Linked DNA regions of Mus musculus: all the other regions are linked to region 4. Evidence: chromatin contacts called from public HiChIP or PLAC-seq, Micro-C and promoter capture Hi-C data. All regions are on one chromosome and are shown on one strand. The core of a region is the stretch at or near the end of the contact, and the rest is flanking DNA. Distances in the headings are between cores, read along the strand shown.

Region 1 (3,368 bases), core at 78-2,577, 560 kb before region 4:
AGCTTAGCTCCTCTTTTTGATGGAAGTCTCTGACTGATCAGATCTCAAATGTAGACATGAGCTCATTGTGTGTAGCCCCTAACTATCTGCCTTAGCTTGGATCTGCAATGCTCTCCAAAAACCCATGTTTTAAAGATTTAGCTCCCAGTCTGTCATACTGTTGGGATGATGGGACTGTTTTAAAAGTCAGAGGGCATGGAGGTGGAGAGAGTTAGAACCCTTGATGCTCTTGCAGGGGGGGGCGGGACTTCTATCCCCAGCACCACGTGGTGGTTCACAGCCATCCATAACTCCAGTTCCCGGGTATCCAACGCCCTCTTCTACCTTCTGCAGGCACCAGACGCAAACTCAGTATACATACATACAAACAGGCAGGCAAAACATACATAAATAAAATAAAGACAACTTTAAAAAAATAAGAAGTCTTGGGTCGTTGGGGTGCCTCTGAGTGAAAGAGTGGGACCACAGCCATCCCTTTTACTCGTCATTATTTCTTGACTAAGAGGGAGACGCTTTGATGATTGCCACTATGATATGCCACCAGAGGGCCAAAGCAACAGGACCTTGACCATGAGCCACACCTGGAATGTCGGGGGCCTGTGAAGCAAAAGATGGAGAATTCCGGGCTACTCTGGGCTACATATGAGGTAGCAGTGCTTAGTCTTTAAAAAAAAAAAAAAAAAAAAAACCTATAAAGCTATGAGTCCAATAAACCTTTTCTCTCCATAAGCTTATACACCCATCCAACCTTTTGATTTCCCAGAACTCAATTGTATTTCTTTTCCACCTTAGTCATGCCCAAGTCGCTTTTCTCTGGAACCTTCTGCCGCTCTCTAGTACAGGCCGCTCTTGAGACAGAGGGAAGTTGGCGGACGGGATTGCCATATCCAGTATTCATGGGCTCACCAGTTCACACAGTGAAAAGCAATCGGACCCAAAAGGTGCTTGTTAGAAAGGCTATCATTCAAAACCAACAGACCCCATAAGTCATTGAAATTCAAGAGGCAGCGCAAGGGAAAAACCTAAATCTCACTGGACCTCCTAGCGGTGTTCACGGGTTTGAATGTCCTGCCCACTCCTCCTCCTCCTGACTCAGGGCTCCCGAAAGTACTCGCCCCGCCCCGTCCTTGGGTCTCCTTTCCACCTCTGAGTCCCACCCTACTTCCCTGGGGGAAGCCCTTCATCTACCCTTGGAAGACTCCATGGAGGATGTGGCCCAGATCAACGCACCAACTGGCAGCGGAACTGCCAAATACCAGGATGCAAAGCGAAAGCAAGGGCGTCTACCACCGCCTGCAAGGCTCGGTCCAGGGTTGCCAGGACAACGCGCCACTTCCCGCGAGCTGGCGCGCTACTCTTGACGCACCTATCTTCCTGCACCCGGCGCTCCGGCCTGGGTTGAGGATGGAGGTCTCAGACCTCAGAGCTGCAGAACCTCAGGATTTTGTTTTAGTTTGCGGCTCTTTTCCAACAACTGTCATTGCTACTTCTGTCACCTCGGGTGGCCGTGTGCGGTGCACCCTCTACAGAGCTTGCAGATGTCGGTGTAGAATTGGCATCCTGATTAGACAGGATTCACCCACCACTTACCGCTCCTTTTTCTGGGCCAGGCGCCCTGCTGGATGCTGTCTTGCCTCAGCAGCCAGCTGCGTTTTTCAAAATAGAAAACTGACTTTGAACAAAGGCTCGTTCAAGGTCATCCAGAAAACAGATTCACTCCCAAGTTCCACCCTTACAAAGCTATCTTTCTCTCCATGGTATAGACTGAAATTTATCTTTCTAACCCTTTCCCTAATAAATCTCACATAGAAACGCCCCCCATCCCAAGCTTAGTCTCTAAATTTATATTGAGACCTGGTTTGGGGGCTGGGCAGTGGTGGCACACGCCTTTAATCCCAGCACTTGGGAGGCTGGCTGAGGCAGGCAGATTTCTGAGTTTGAGGCCAGCCTGGTCTACAGAGTGAGTTCCAGGACAGCCAGGGCTACACAGAGAAACCCTGTCTCAAAAAAAAAAAAAAAAACAAAAAAAGAAGGAGGAGGAGGAGGAGGAAAAGAGAGAGAGTAATTAATATAATTATTCATATTTACTTGTGTGCTGTATGCATGTGCGTGCACATGTATCAGGGACTCACTTGCCCATGCATTTGTATATGTCAGGTGTCTTCCTCCGTTGCTCTCTGCCTTACATTTTTGAAATAAGGTTCTTGCTGAACCCGGAGTTCACTGTTACAGCAAGGAGTCCCAGGGAACTACCTATCTCTGTCCCACCAGCTTATAGATGTGCCATATGGCTTTTAGTAGGTCCTGGGGTTTGAACTCAGGTCCTCGGCTTGTGCAGAAAGCACGTTACCCACTGAACCCTCTCCACAGAGTGGTTCTGTTGTTAGTAATTGCATTGATTGCAAAAGAAACAACAGAAGGAGTATAGAAATCTTGAAACTGAGCTAGCCAAATATTGCTTAGACGGAGTAGATCCTCTCCAGGCCACGCCCTAACTGAGGAGTCATCCAATAGGAGACGGCCACTGGGGTTATAAAAAAGAAGCCAGAGCTGGACAGTGGTGGCACACACTTTTAATCCCAGCACTCTGGAGGCAAAGGCAGGTGGGTCTCTGTGAGTTTAAGGCCAGCCTGATCTACAGAGCGAGTTCTAGGACAGCCAGAACTATACACAGAAACTGTCTCAGGAAGAAAGAAAATGAGAAGGTGGTAATGTCAGAATGGCCACTGGTGGGATCAAACAGCTGAATATTGTCAGTTTCACAGGATTAATTTTAATTGTAAAATAGTAGTATTCCTATCAGGGACTGCAACAGGTTAAAGGCACTGACAGATTAGAAGACACCATCTCTCTCTGGGGCAGGAGCAAAGCATTGTTAAAGTGCTGTTAATTGCAGCTGAAGTGCCTTTATATAGTGATAAATCCTGTTGTAAGCATCCCTTTTAATGTGATTTTTTTTCCTTTATAAAAAGCTAAGACATTGGGGCCAGAGTGGCTTGACTTTTATTTTATTGAGTCAGGGTCTCTCTGTGTAGCTGCAGCTAGCCTGGAACTCTCTATGTAGACCACACTGGCCTCAACCTCACAGATTTGCCTGTCCCTGCCTCTGTGTCCTGAGTGCTGAGATTAAGTGGCTTGACTCCCCAGTTGACAGGTGTTACATCTTTCCCAGGCACCCTGAGTGCCCTGATAGGACTGGCATCCAAACAGCCAGGGGACTGCCCTTATGCTGGTGGCAGGCACTGGAACGCTCTGAGGAAGTTACACACCAACCCAACAACCGCAGCTCTCTGGCTCTTGGAGGCGCAACCCCACCTATGACTGCTTCCAGCCGCTTGCATGGCACTCATTGTCTTCAAAAGCTCTAG
Region 2 (3,342 bases), core at 307-2,806, 520 kb after region 4:
GATAGGATACCATCTGGCAAATGATACCTCTACAAATCTTCCTGACTTCCCCCCAACATTCCATACTCTGATTTGCTCTAGAGCTGGAAACCCTACCTGTACCAAAGGCCGGCGATTCTGCAGCCAGCCCCGAGGCAGCATGAGATTTCCACAGAAAGCAACGGAAGACACATGGGCAGGGCGGGACTTGGTCCCAGCTCGCTGTTCCTCAAGGCAGCAGCAGTTTCTCCCGCCTAGCTTCCTCACCTGGTTCCTAACCCTGCCTGTCCTTCAAAGCCCGTACAACTCGAGCGATGCCCACCTTTCCTCCCACTCAAGCTCTCTCGCTGCAGCTGTCATCCAACTCCTGCCTCCTCATCTCCAAACCTTCTGCTCCCTTTCCCACCGCCCTTCGCGCACACCAGGACACAGAGGATCTGCGGATCCCGGCGTCTGGTTATCCTGCACTCCTCCAGGACCCTCTGTCTCCCGCGCGCTGGTCACTCCCACCTCGGCGCCTTCGCCCAGGATTCCGGACGTTCGCAGCATCTCCCCTCTCCCCATATTTCCCCGGCGGCCCCTCCCCTTTCGCCAGGCCAGGGTACAACCATCCCCTCCCACACACCTCCTGCGGACTAGCCCGCCTCTCACCTCCGCCTCGGCTCTGTCTCGCTCCGGGGCTACCTTAGAGCGCACCCACCCTCCGGTTCCCCCCGGGGCGCGCCAACCTCCGGCTCCGGTACCTTCTTCATGATGCCCGTCTTCCTCTTGCTGAAGGTCGTGTAGCGCCGCAGCTTGTTGTCGATGAACTCCATCTTGATCTTCACGCGGCCCCGGGTCTTCTTCCCCGGCTTGGCCCCGCTCACCGCGCCGCTCACCGGCCCGTAGCCCCCGGCGGCCGCCGCCGCCGCCTCAGGCCCACCGACCACCACGCCGAGCTCCATCTCGCTCAGGCTCCGCTTGAGGCCGCGCCGCTCGGCGCCCAGCTCCTCCTCCTCGCCGGACTCGGAGTCGCCCTCGCTGCCGCTGTAGAGGGCCCCGGCGGTGGGCGCCGCTGCCGCTGCAGCCTCCCGCTCCAGACGACTCTGGCCGAGCCCCGCGCCGTTCCCGGGGACCCGGCCCCCGTTCGCCCCGCGAGTCCCGCCGCCGCCGCCCGGCCGCCCCGTCGGGGTCCGGTTCAGGTTGCCCCCCAGGGCCGAGCCCCGGCCCAGAGCCGCCGCGGCCCCAGCTTGGCTCGGTAACATGGCGCTCAGTGCAGGAGGGCTGACGGGCAAGTCAGCGAGGAATCGGGGCAGCTGCCGCCATCGGCTTCTCGGTTCCACCCGGCACTCGCGCTGTTACTAAAGCCGCTCTTGCTGCCGCGGCCGCCGCTGCGAGCCCGGGGCCCCTGCACGCCCGGGCCGACCTGGGCCCTCACTTTCCTGCCCCTATGGCCGGGGTTGCCCCAGGCCGCGCGCAGCGCCCCCTGTCCGTGTGCCGGGGAGGCGCGCCCTGCGGCCGTCAGCGTCCCCCGCGGGGCAGGGGCTGCTGGCCGCGGCCGAGACCGCGGGTGGAGGGGGCCGGGACCACGCGCTGGCTGCGGAGGTATCCCCCAACCCTTCCCCCCCCCATATAAAGAGATACAATGTTTCCTTTTATGGCGAGGCCGCTCCTTATATGGCGAGCCCCAGCGCCCCCGCCCCATTGGTCCGCGCTTCCGGCACCTAGGCTCCCCATTGGCCCGAAGGGGACACTTATTTGCATAGACATACCGAACTCGCTGCTGTCATCCCCGCGTCAGACCGCGATTCCGTGGGAGGGAGGAGCCAACTCCTTAAAGGAACAGTGGAGCCGAACCAGTTCCGCCCCCCTGGGTTGGAGAGTAGTGGAGTGTTGAAACTATCCTAGAGGAAGGAAGCCTGGGAGAGGACTGCAGGGCAGAAGAGGGAACCCCTGAATGGATGGGGTTTGAAACAAATAAAGAGGAAGACTTCCTAATTCCAGCGAAAGAGGGCAGGGATAGATTGGAGCGCTTCTCCCACCACTTCCTGAGTCTTTCGACTCCGCTAGCCCAGCGGCTCTGTCGCGCACTCTTGCCTTTCCCTCTCTTTTCAAAGGATCAACACTTTCCCACAAGTCTGGCTGCGAGGTCACATCGTTCATCATCCTCTACACTGGGGGTGGAGGGGTATCTTTGGCAGACACACATCTGGAGGAGGCACAGAGACATCCTCCCATCCATGATGGGGGCAGGGCGGAAAGTGAGAGATCAGTGAAGACTTCCAGCTGCCGGCTGTGCTAAAAGGGGGGTGGGGGGTGGTCTCGAGGCTAAAGCACAGGCCTGAAAGTACAGTGGGATAGAAAATTTAAGCAAGAGAGTGATCGACATTACAGGTCCACAGGAGTATTAAAAAATAAAAAGATAGAAAGGTTAAAACGTGGGTGTTACAAAGCCCAGGTTAAGGGTCTGAGAGTCTGAATCTTTGCTCCAAGCTAGAGAAAATATCTTGCACTTCTATGTTACTGAAACTATTTAAATCTGGCCGGACGGTGTGATATACACATTTAATTCTAGCTGTTCCTGAGGTTGAGACAGGAGGATTGCCTGGAGTTCAAAGCCAACCCGACCTACATAGTGAGTGCCAAGCCAGCCAGGACTATATAGCAAAACCAATCAAAAAGAAAAGTATACAAACATTGGGAGCTGAAGAGATGGCTCAGCAGTTAAGAGCACTGGCTGCTCTTCCAGAGGTCCTGGGTTCAATTCTCTGCAACCACATGGTGGCTCACAGCCATCTTTAACTCCAATTCCAGGTGATCTGACATCTTCACACAAACAAGTGACCTGGTCCATTCTCTGGTGTTGGTACCTGTACTGGCTGGTTTGCTGGTTTGGCATCAACTTGACACAGCTAGAGTCATCAGAGAGGAAGGAGCCTCTGTTGAGGAAATGCCTCCATGAGATCCAGCTGTGGGGCATTTCCTCAACTAGTGCTAAATGGGGGAGGGCCCAGCCCACTGTGGGTGGTGCCATCCTTGAGCTGGTAGTCCTGGGTTCTATAAGAAAGCAGGCTGAGCAAGCCATGAGCTTTCCAGTAAGCAGCACCCCTCCATGGCCTCTGCATCAGCTCCTGCCTCCAGGTTGCTGTCCTGTTTGTTTCTTATCCTGACTTCCTTCCGTGATGAACAGCAATGTGGAAATGTAAGCTGAATAAACCCTTTCCTCCCCAACTTGCTCTTGGGTCATGATGTTTCGTCCCAGCAGTAGACACCCTGAGACAGTGCCCATCCCTCAAGTTCTAAGTCCAGATTTAAAGGGGGCAAAGAGTAGAGGAAGCCACAGCAGTGGCCTGTGGCTAGGTAATTGGGGCTACATGTGGCAAG
Region 3 (3,155 bases), core at 411-2,910, 650 kb after region 4:
ATCTGAGAGCTCTTTCAGGCAAATCTTTTTGCAACTAGCGATGCCTTTGCCAGGAGACATCTGCTGGGTTTGGGTGATCATTCACTTCCTGTTCAAAAATCCTTGGCAGGGAGGAAAAACCTCGGGGGTGGGGTGGGTGCACCTCAAGCAAAGGAGGTTCCCTTCAAGGGGACAGACGCAGCTTTCATGAATCAACTGCCCCCACAACCTTTCACTGTATACTTTAAGTAGCCATCTCTCTCAATGTGAAACAGCAGCAGCCAAAAGTTAAACTGTTCCTTCATTACTCAGGCTCTTCAATTTTTGCTTATCAGAGAAAGAGGACTGAAAGCTTAAGAATCCAAGTCCAAGGCACTCGTGCTGGGGCATGGAGGCAGGGGGATGTCTGTGTAATTAAGGTCAGCCACCTGGGTCTACACAGTAAGTCCCAAATTAGCCAGAGCTACAAGAACCTGTCTCAAAAAAAAAAAACAAACAAAAAATAGAGAAAGAAAGGAAAGAACGTGGTGGTGGAGAGCCTATCAACCTCCTTCATATCTTTTACTCTCCTTTGAAAGTAAGTCCAGATAAAACGAAAATGCACAAAGATAAGACTACAATCCCAGTGGCAGACGGAGGAAGACTCCATCTTCCTAAGGAGAACTCGGAGGCAGGAGGTTATACGTTATCTCTGGGTCTCCAGCATTTCCCACCAATAGGCCATTTTCAACATCCCAGCCCCTGAGGTCGGCTTCCCCTCCCTGCTCGCGCCCCTTCCCTTCTTAATTTCCCGAGAGCCTTGCAGTTCCTCCTCCCACCACTTCAAGGTCCACACCAGAGCCCTCTAACTCGTCTAAGTTCACGAAGGGAAGCAAGCCATTCTTATCCCCTGCCAACCATACCGCTCTGTGAATGAGACTGGTCTCCGGTTGTAGTCCACCTTTCTCAGCCGCCCCTCCCCCACGACGCCACACTGCCCCCTCCCCCTGCCATTATGCTCAGCTTCCTGATTCTCTTCGGAACCCACTCGTCCACTTCTCTCAGCGCTTCCTCCAGCCACCAGGTCTCTCCCACCCGTCTCCAGGCCATTTTCCCCTAACCCTTTCGCGGACCATTAACACTCCTCTTTCCCAGCATCCCCCTAGCTCCCTCCCCACCCCCAGCTCAGCCTTCTCAGCCCCTCCCGCGCGGCCCCAGCCGTAGGCAATGGGCGTCGCCTGTCCCTTCAATTTTCCTCATCCCCCCAACCCATCCCAGGCTACCTGCCAGGCCGGGCCGGGGTGGGGCCGCGGGTCCTCGCGCTGCCAGCAGCCTAGAACCCGTTGCCCGCCAACCGATTCCTCGGTCCCCAACGAGATAAACACTGCCAGACTTCGTCCTTCCGGCGGGCAGCGGGACGCGCACGTGCAGTGAGAATTGCCGGCCCGACAGCTTCAGGGACTTGTAGTCCACGAATTACCCCAGGGCCGAAAGATGGGGAGCGGGTGGGCGGGGCCGGTTTGTGCGCATGCGCAGAACACCAGTTCACGTCGCACGCCTGAGGGTCACTGGGTAATGTAGTTCTTTGTGGTCCGGGCAGGGGATGGCGGAGGCGGGGCAAGAGGCGGACTTGTCCTCGCTTGCGTCAGTCTCGGGCACGGGGCGGGGCTGGAGGACTAAGAGCCCCAGCATGTCCTGCCCCGCCGGAAGTGAAGGTGCGGGTCCGGCTGTGGGCTCTGAGAGGGTGAGGCGCGAGGAAATACCAACGCCGAGAATCAGTGGGGCGGGTAGGGGACTCTGTAGCTGGGGCCATTGAAGGGGAGACCCTGGGCCTGAAGGGGTTTTTGCCAGGCGGTACTACACTCCCCCGGAATAGAGGGAATGAGGGGCGGGGACGCGCTATGGTGGGTAGCCTGGCGACCAGCAGTTACCTCCAGAGGAGGGGCGTGGTGAGAGGGGCGAGGTTCTGGGAAGAGGCTTTTAGGAAGAGGTGAAACCCTCCGGTGGTCGGTTCATTTAGGAATCGGGCGAGTTAAAGACGTGTGTGCTCCAGCTCAATATGAGAACCCAAACTTGAGACAGGGAGGCAGGAGAGACGGGAGGAAGATGCAAGTTCCATGCGAGAGGGAAGTGGGTGGCTGAACGTGAAAGGAGACCTGGTTTCATCCCATCCCTATCCCGCCTTTCTGTCCCTGCAGCCCCTGCCCGGATGGCAGCAGTAGTTCTAGGGGGAGACACCATGGGCCCTGAGCGTATCTTCCCCAATCAGACTGAGGACTTAGGGCCACATCAGGGTCCTACAGAAGGAACTGGGGATTGGAGCAGTGAAGAACCCGAGGAAGAGCAGGAGGAAACAGGAGCAGGCCCAGCAGGCTACTCGTACCAGCCCCTCAATCAAGACCCTGAACAAGAAGAGGTGGAATTGGCACCAGTGGGTGAAGGAGAAGATGGAGCTGCTGACATCCAAGATCGGATCCAGGTATGGTGGAGGATGCTGTTACTAAGCAGATGAGATGGAATGTACCAACAGCTGTTTATCATAATGGCAGGGGGAGGGGCGCCTAACAAATTATCTTCTCTGGTTCTGCAGGCCCTGGGGCTTCATCTGCCAGACCCTCCATTGGAGAGTGAGGATGAAGATGAGGAGGGAGCCGCCGCATTGAGCAGCCACAGCTCTATCCCCATGGACCCAGGTACAAAAACAACCAAAGCTCATTCCTTCATTTAGAAATAATTACCAAAAACTAGTAAGAACTGGGCATGGTGGTGCACACCTTTAATCCCAGCGCTCATGAGGCAGAGGCAGGCTGGTGGTCTCCTGGTCTACAGAGCAAATTCCAGGAGAGTCAGGGCTGCACAGAGAAAAACCGAATACAATGCCCCCCATTCTCCCCCTCACCCCCAAACAAGATCACTTTATTCCTAAAAATTTCGTTACCTGAGATTTTGTGGACTTCAGAATCTAAGTGAAATGCTGTCTCACTAGACTTGGGAATGGGCAGACCTGGCAATAATGAGGGCGTGATGATGTGTTGGGGGTCTTGGGCTGACTGAGGCACTAGGGAGAGAGGAGCTGGTCCCGTTCTTTTTTTTTTTTTTTTTTTTTTTTTTGGGTTTTCGAGACAGGGTTTCTCTGTATAGCCCTGGCTGTCCTGGAGCTCACTTTGTAGACCAGGCTGGCCTCGAACTCAGAAATC
Region 4 (3,157 bases), core at 438-2,937:
GGTGCAGGTGGCCCAACAAGCTAGAGCGGTGGGAGAGGGTCCCCGCAGCAATCCATCCTAAAACTTTCCCCAAACTCACTGCAAGGGCCTCAGAGACCCAAACGGCAGTGACAGCAAAGCCCCCTCGGTCGCCCGCGCCCTGCCCCCTCCACGATCTCTGCCCTCCCCGGGTCCAAGGTCCGAGCACCCCCAGGCATGCCCGCTGGGCTCCGGACTCCCGCCCCCTTTGCCCGGACTTCCAGTTCTCCGGGGACCCGCGACCCGGAGCAAACTTCTGCCGCCAGCCTCGGCACAAGCCCAGCCCCCTCAGCCTCCTCCTCTGGCTCCCGCCCTCCGCTGCTCGGCCCAGATCGTACGTGCGGTGACTCTGGTGGGTGGGCAGGGCCCGCGTGGGCGGCGAGACGATCCTGGCGCCCTCCCACCTAGCGCGCACCCCCTCCCCCTCCACGTACGACGACAGAGGGGGACGCCTCGCGCCCGGTGCCCAAGGACCCGCGTGGGGCACGAAGCCCCCCACGCGCGCGCTCGCACGCACGCACGTCCCCAAGCGGGAGAGGCGCTCGCCACGGCCCGGCGACAGCAGACGGGCACGACCGCTTACCTTGGCATGGTGGAGGTACAGCAGTAAAGCCAGGGTCCAGTGCACCCAAGAGAGCAGAAAGTTCATGGTTTCGGAGGCCCGTCCGGGGCCGGCGCGGCTCGCGCTCCCTCTCCGGCTCGGACTGCGAGGCAGCCCGCTCTCTTGCGCGCCTTGGCGGGCTCCTCTCCCTTCTGGAACCGAGGCCCGGGCCGGGGCCTGGGGCGCGCGCGCGGCTGGAGCACTGTCTGCGCACACGGCCGCCTCACCCGTCCATGAGCTCGGCTCCTGAGAGCCGAGCGCCCACTGCGGCCCCCTCTCCTCTTCCTTCTCTTCCTCCCCTCTCTTCTCGGGCCCCGGCTTCTCCAGGCCCGAGCTAGCACTTCTCCCAGCTCCGATCGGTTTGTCTCCTGCGGCGCAGACCACGGCTACTACGGAGCGAGAAGAGCCCAGAAGTTGGACGAAAAGTTTCCGTGCAATCCCGCGAGCCCCGACCCCCTCCACCCCGCCTCCGGGCGCGGGCTTCGGTTCCTCGCGGCTCGCCGCCGCGTCCACCGTCGGCAGCCCGCCGGCGAGGAGGTGGGCGCTGGGGCTGGGGGCGGTGTCTGTCTGTCTGTCCGTCAGCGCGACTGGTCCGATGCAAGATCCCAAGGGGGAGGGCTCACGCCGCGCTCTGGCGGTCACCCCCAAAAGCAGGTCAGTCACTTTGCCCCTGTCCCTCTCTCTGTTCGCTCGCCAGCGCGCTCTCTCTGACCGGTCTCTCTCTCTCTTCCTTGACTTCTCTCTGGAGCTCTTGATACCTCTTTCGTCTGCTGATTTCCACAATCCGAAGTGATTTGAGGGAGTGAAGAACCAACCTCCTCAAACCGTTGGCACGATTTAAGAGGGGAATAGGAAGCAAAAATAAATTAAAGCGTAAAACAATACAGTTTAAGAAAAAAAAATTAAGAGGTTTGAATATCAAATCCCAGAGCACAGACTCCCGGGCTGGTGAGTCCGCTGAATAGTCTGCCTTGTCGCTGCGTCTCGCGACAGAGCTCCGCTGCCGCCGCTCAGCTCGCCCCCAGTGCCGCGGCCTCGCTGCAGCTCGGCTGCCCCAAGCCTCTGCGCTTCTCACCGGTAACAGCGGTGGAAGAAAAAGAGGAAATCTAGCTCCACCCCCAAGCCCCGCCCAGACCCGCCCCGGGGAGCGGTCTGGTGGAGCCAGGCACCGCCTTTCGGGGAGCCCCTAGGCCACTACCGCGAAATGGAAAGCTAAACCCCTTACCAGGGTCCACGGCCTCAAAATTATCTGTGCACCCCTTCAAACTGGGCTCAGGAACACACTGGGAATCCCAGAGTATTGGGAATCAGGGGAGACAGGAGAGTGAGGTTATATGCGGACAGGGTCTAAGAACAATTCCCTTTCCCAGGAATATAGGAGAAAGTAGGGGTTGGAAGGCGGAGAGCTGGCAGGGACGTATGAGGATAGGGACAACTAGAGTGACCCCTGGCTTTCTCCCCCACCTCACAAACACACTACACACACACACACATGCATGCACGCACTCACATTGACACACGCGTCCTCCCTCACGCAGACTCGGCTCGCCCAAGTTCACGATCTCCCCGTGATGGCCGAGCGCCCCCTAGTGACTACATTATGCACACCCCAACTCTTGCTCAAATGGCACGGGTCTTGGAAAGGGGGTGAGAGTTGATTCTTGAGTGCGGCAGACTTTGAGCTCCCAAATAATTGCGTGTTTCTGACATACACACACACCCAAAAAGTTGCGTGTTTGACCTCGGAAGCATAACTCTAGGTTTATATGTGGGGAGGGGGTTACGGGGGGGGGGGAGTATGCTTATCTGAGCCCTTGTCTGATCTGCAGTCATCAGGAGCTAGGGCCCTGGGGTGAATGGGATCCTCTGGGAAGTTTCCAGAGAGGCTTCTCTGGAGAGAATTTGGCACCAAATTTGTGGCACTGAGAACGGGAAGTGGAGTTCTGGAGTTAGTCAGTGGCGGGGAGTGAGACGACCTGTGGAAACCCACGTATGCACTGTGTAGTCTGGCAGAGCCCTGAAGGAGAGACAGCTGGGCAGACAGAGGCCCTTGTTCCTCCTGATCTCTCTCTCTCACACACACACACACACACACACAGAGATGTTGCCAGGGAACTGAAGCCAGGGTGCCAATGGGGGCAGAAGCGGGCCAGGCCGGCATGGTGATTCAAACCTACCCTAGCATTCAGAAAGGTAGGTAGGCCAGCTGCCCAGCGCTGCCGCCAACCCTCGGAAGGGTGGGAGTAGAGGCTCCCTCAGTTCTAGCCTAGGCTTACGGTTCATCTTCTAAACAGAATTCAGGGGTGTACTCTGTCCTCCCATTCTCCCTAAAACCCTTGGCTATTTCTCTATGCTTGCACACTTAGCCCGTGTGGCTCTGTCCCCTCTCTTTCTACTAAGTCCCCTTCTCCATGTCCTCAGTGTCTTCCTTAAGAGCTCTCCAAAACCCCCACCTCTAACCCACCCTTGGATATAGGAACCAGCCTGGAAAAATTCCTGGTTGGGCTTTGGCCCAGCTGCTCCTAGGCTCCCCTGGGA

Evidence for each region. Promoter capture Hi-C pulls out the DNA fragments that hold promoters and counts their contacts. A called contact is a pair of places that touch in the nucleus more often than the background predicts. HiChIP or PLAC-seq counts read pairs in DNA pulled down with a chosen protein or histone mark.
Region 1: a Micro-C map of embryonic stem cells shows a contact between it and region 4, with 5 times the contacts expected there. The contact joins the promoter of Spats1 here to the promoter of Vegfa in region 4. A contact is called at or near these places in 7 of 39 promoter capture datasets (the 3T3-L1 cell line, cranial neural crest, hippocampal neurons and 3 more), 3 of 484 Hi-C or Micro-C datasets (the HL-1 cell line and embryonic stem cells) and 3 of 115 datasets of contacts at active chromatin or transcription factors (bone marrow-derived macrophages, double positive thymocytes and pancreatic cancer cells).
Region 2: a promoter capture Hi-C map of pre-B cells shows a contact between it and region 4, with 2.6 times the contacts expected there. The contact joins the promoter of Srf here to the promoter of Vegfa in region 4. A contact is called at or near these places in 5 of 39 promoter capture datasets (the C10 cell line, cranial neural crest, hippocampal neurons and 2 more), 1 of 484 Hi-C or Micro-C datasets (the HL-1 cell line) and 3 of 115 datasets of contacts at active chromatin or transcription factors (cardiomyocytes, memory CD8 T cells and pancreatic cancer cells).
Region 3: a contact with region 4 is called in an HNF4G HiChIP or PLAC-seq map of pancreatic cancer cells. The contact joins the promoter of Mea1 here to the promoter of Vegfa in region 4.

The regions. Positions count from the first base shown.
Region 1 is chr17:45,473,611-45,476,978 of GRCm38.p6, forward strand. It overlaps Spats1 (spermatogenesis associated, serine-rich 1), which reads right to left and starts at 1,328. Exons shown (of 8, transcript NM_027649.3): 1 at 1,189-1,328. The coding sequence starts at 1,204.
Region 2 is chr17:46,554,606-46,557,947 of GRCm38.p6, forward strand. Srf (serum response factor) reads right to left here and starts at 1,557. Exons shown (of 7, transcript NM_020493.2): 1 at 723-1,557. The coding sequence starts at 1,223.
Region 3 is chr17:46,679,461-46,682,615 of GRCm38.p6, forward strand. Mea1 (male enhanced antigen 1) reads left to right here and starts at 1,661. Exons shown (of 4, transcript NM_010787.2): 1 at 1,661-1,745; 2 at 2,157-2,437; 3 at 2,549-2,651. The coding sequence starts at 2,168. It overlaps Klhdc3 (kelch domain containing 3), which reads right to left and starts at 1,470. Exons shown (of 12, transcript NM_027910.3): 1 at 1,242-1,470.
Region 4 is chr17:46,030,690-46,033,846 of GRCm38.p6, forward strand. Vegfa (vascular endothelial growth factor A) reads right to left here and starts at 1,688. Exons shown (of 7, transcript NM_009505.4): 1 at 602-1,688. The coding sequence starts at 1,201.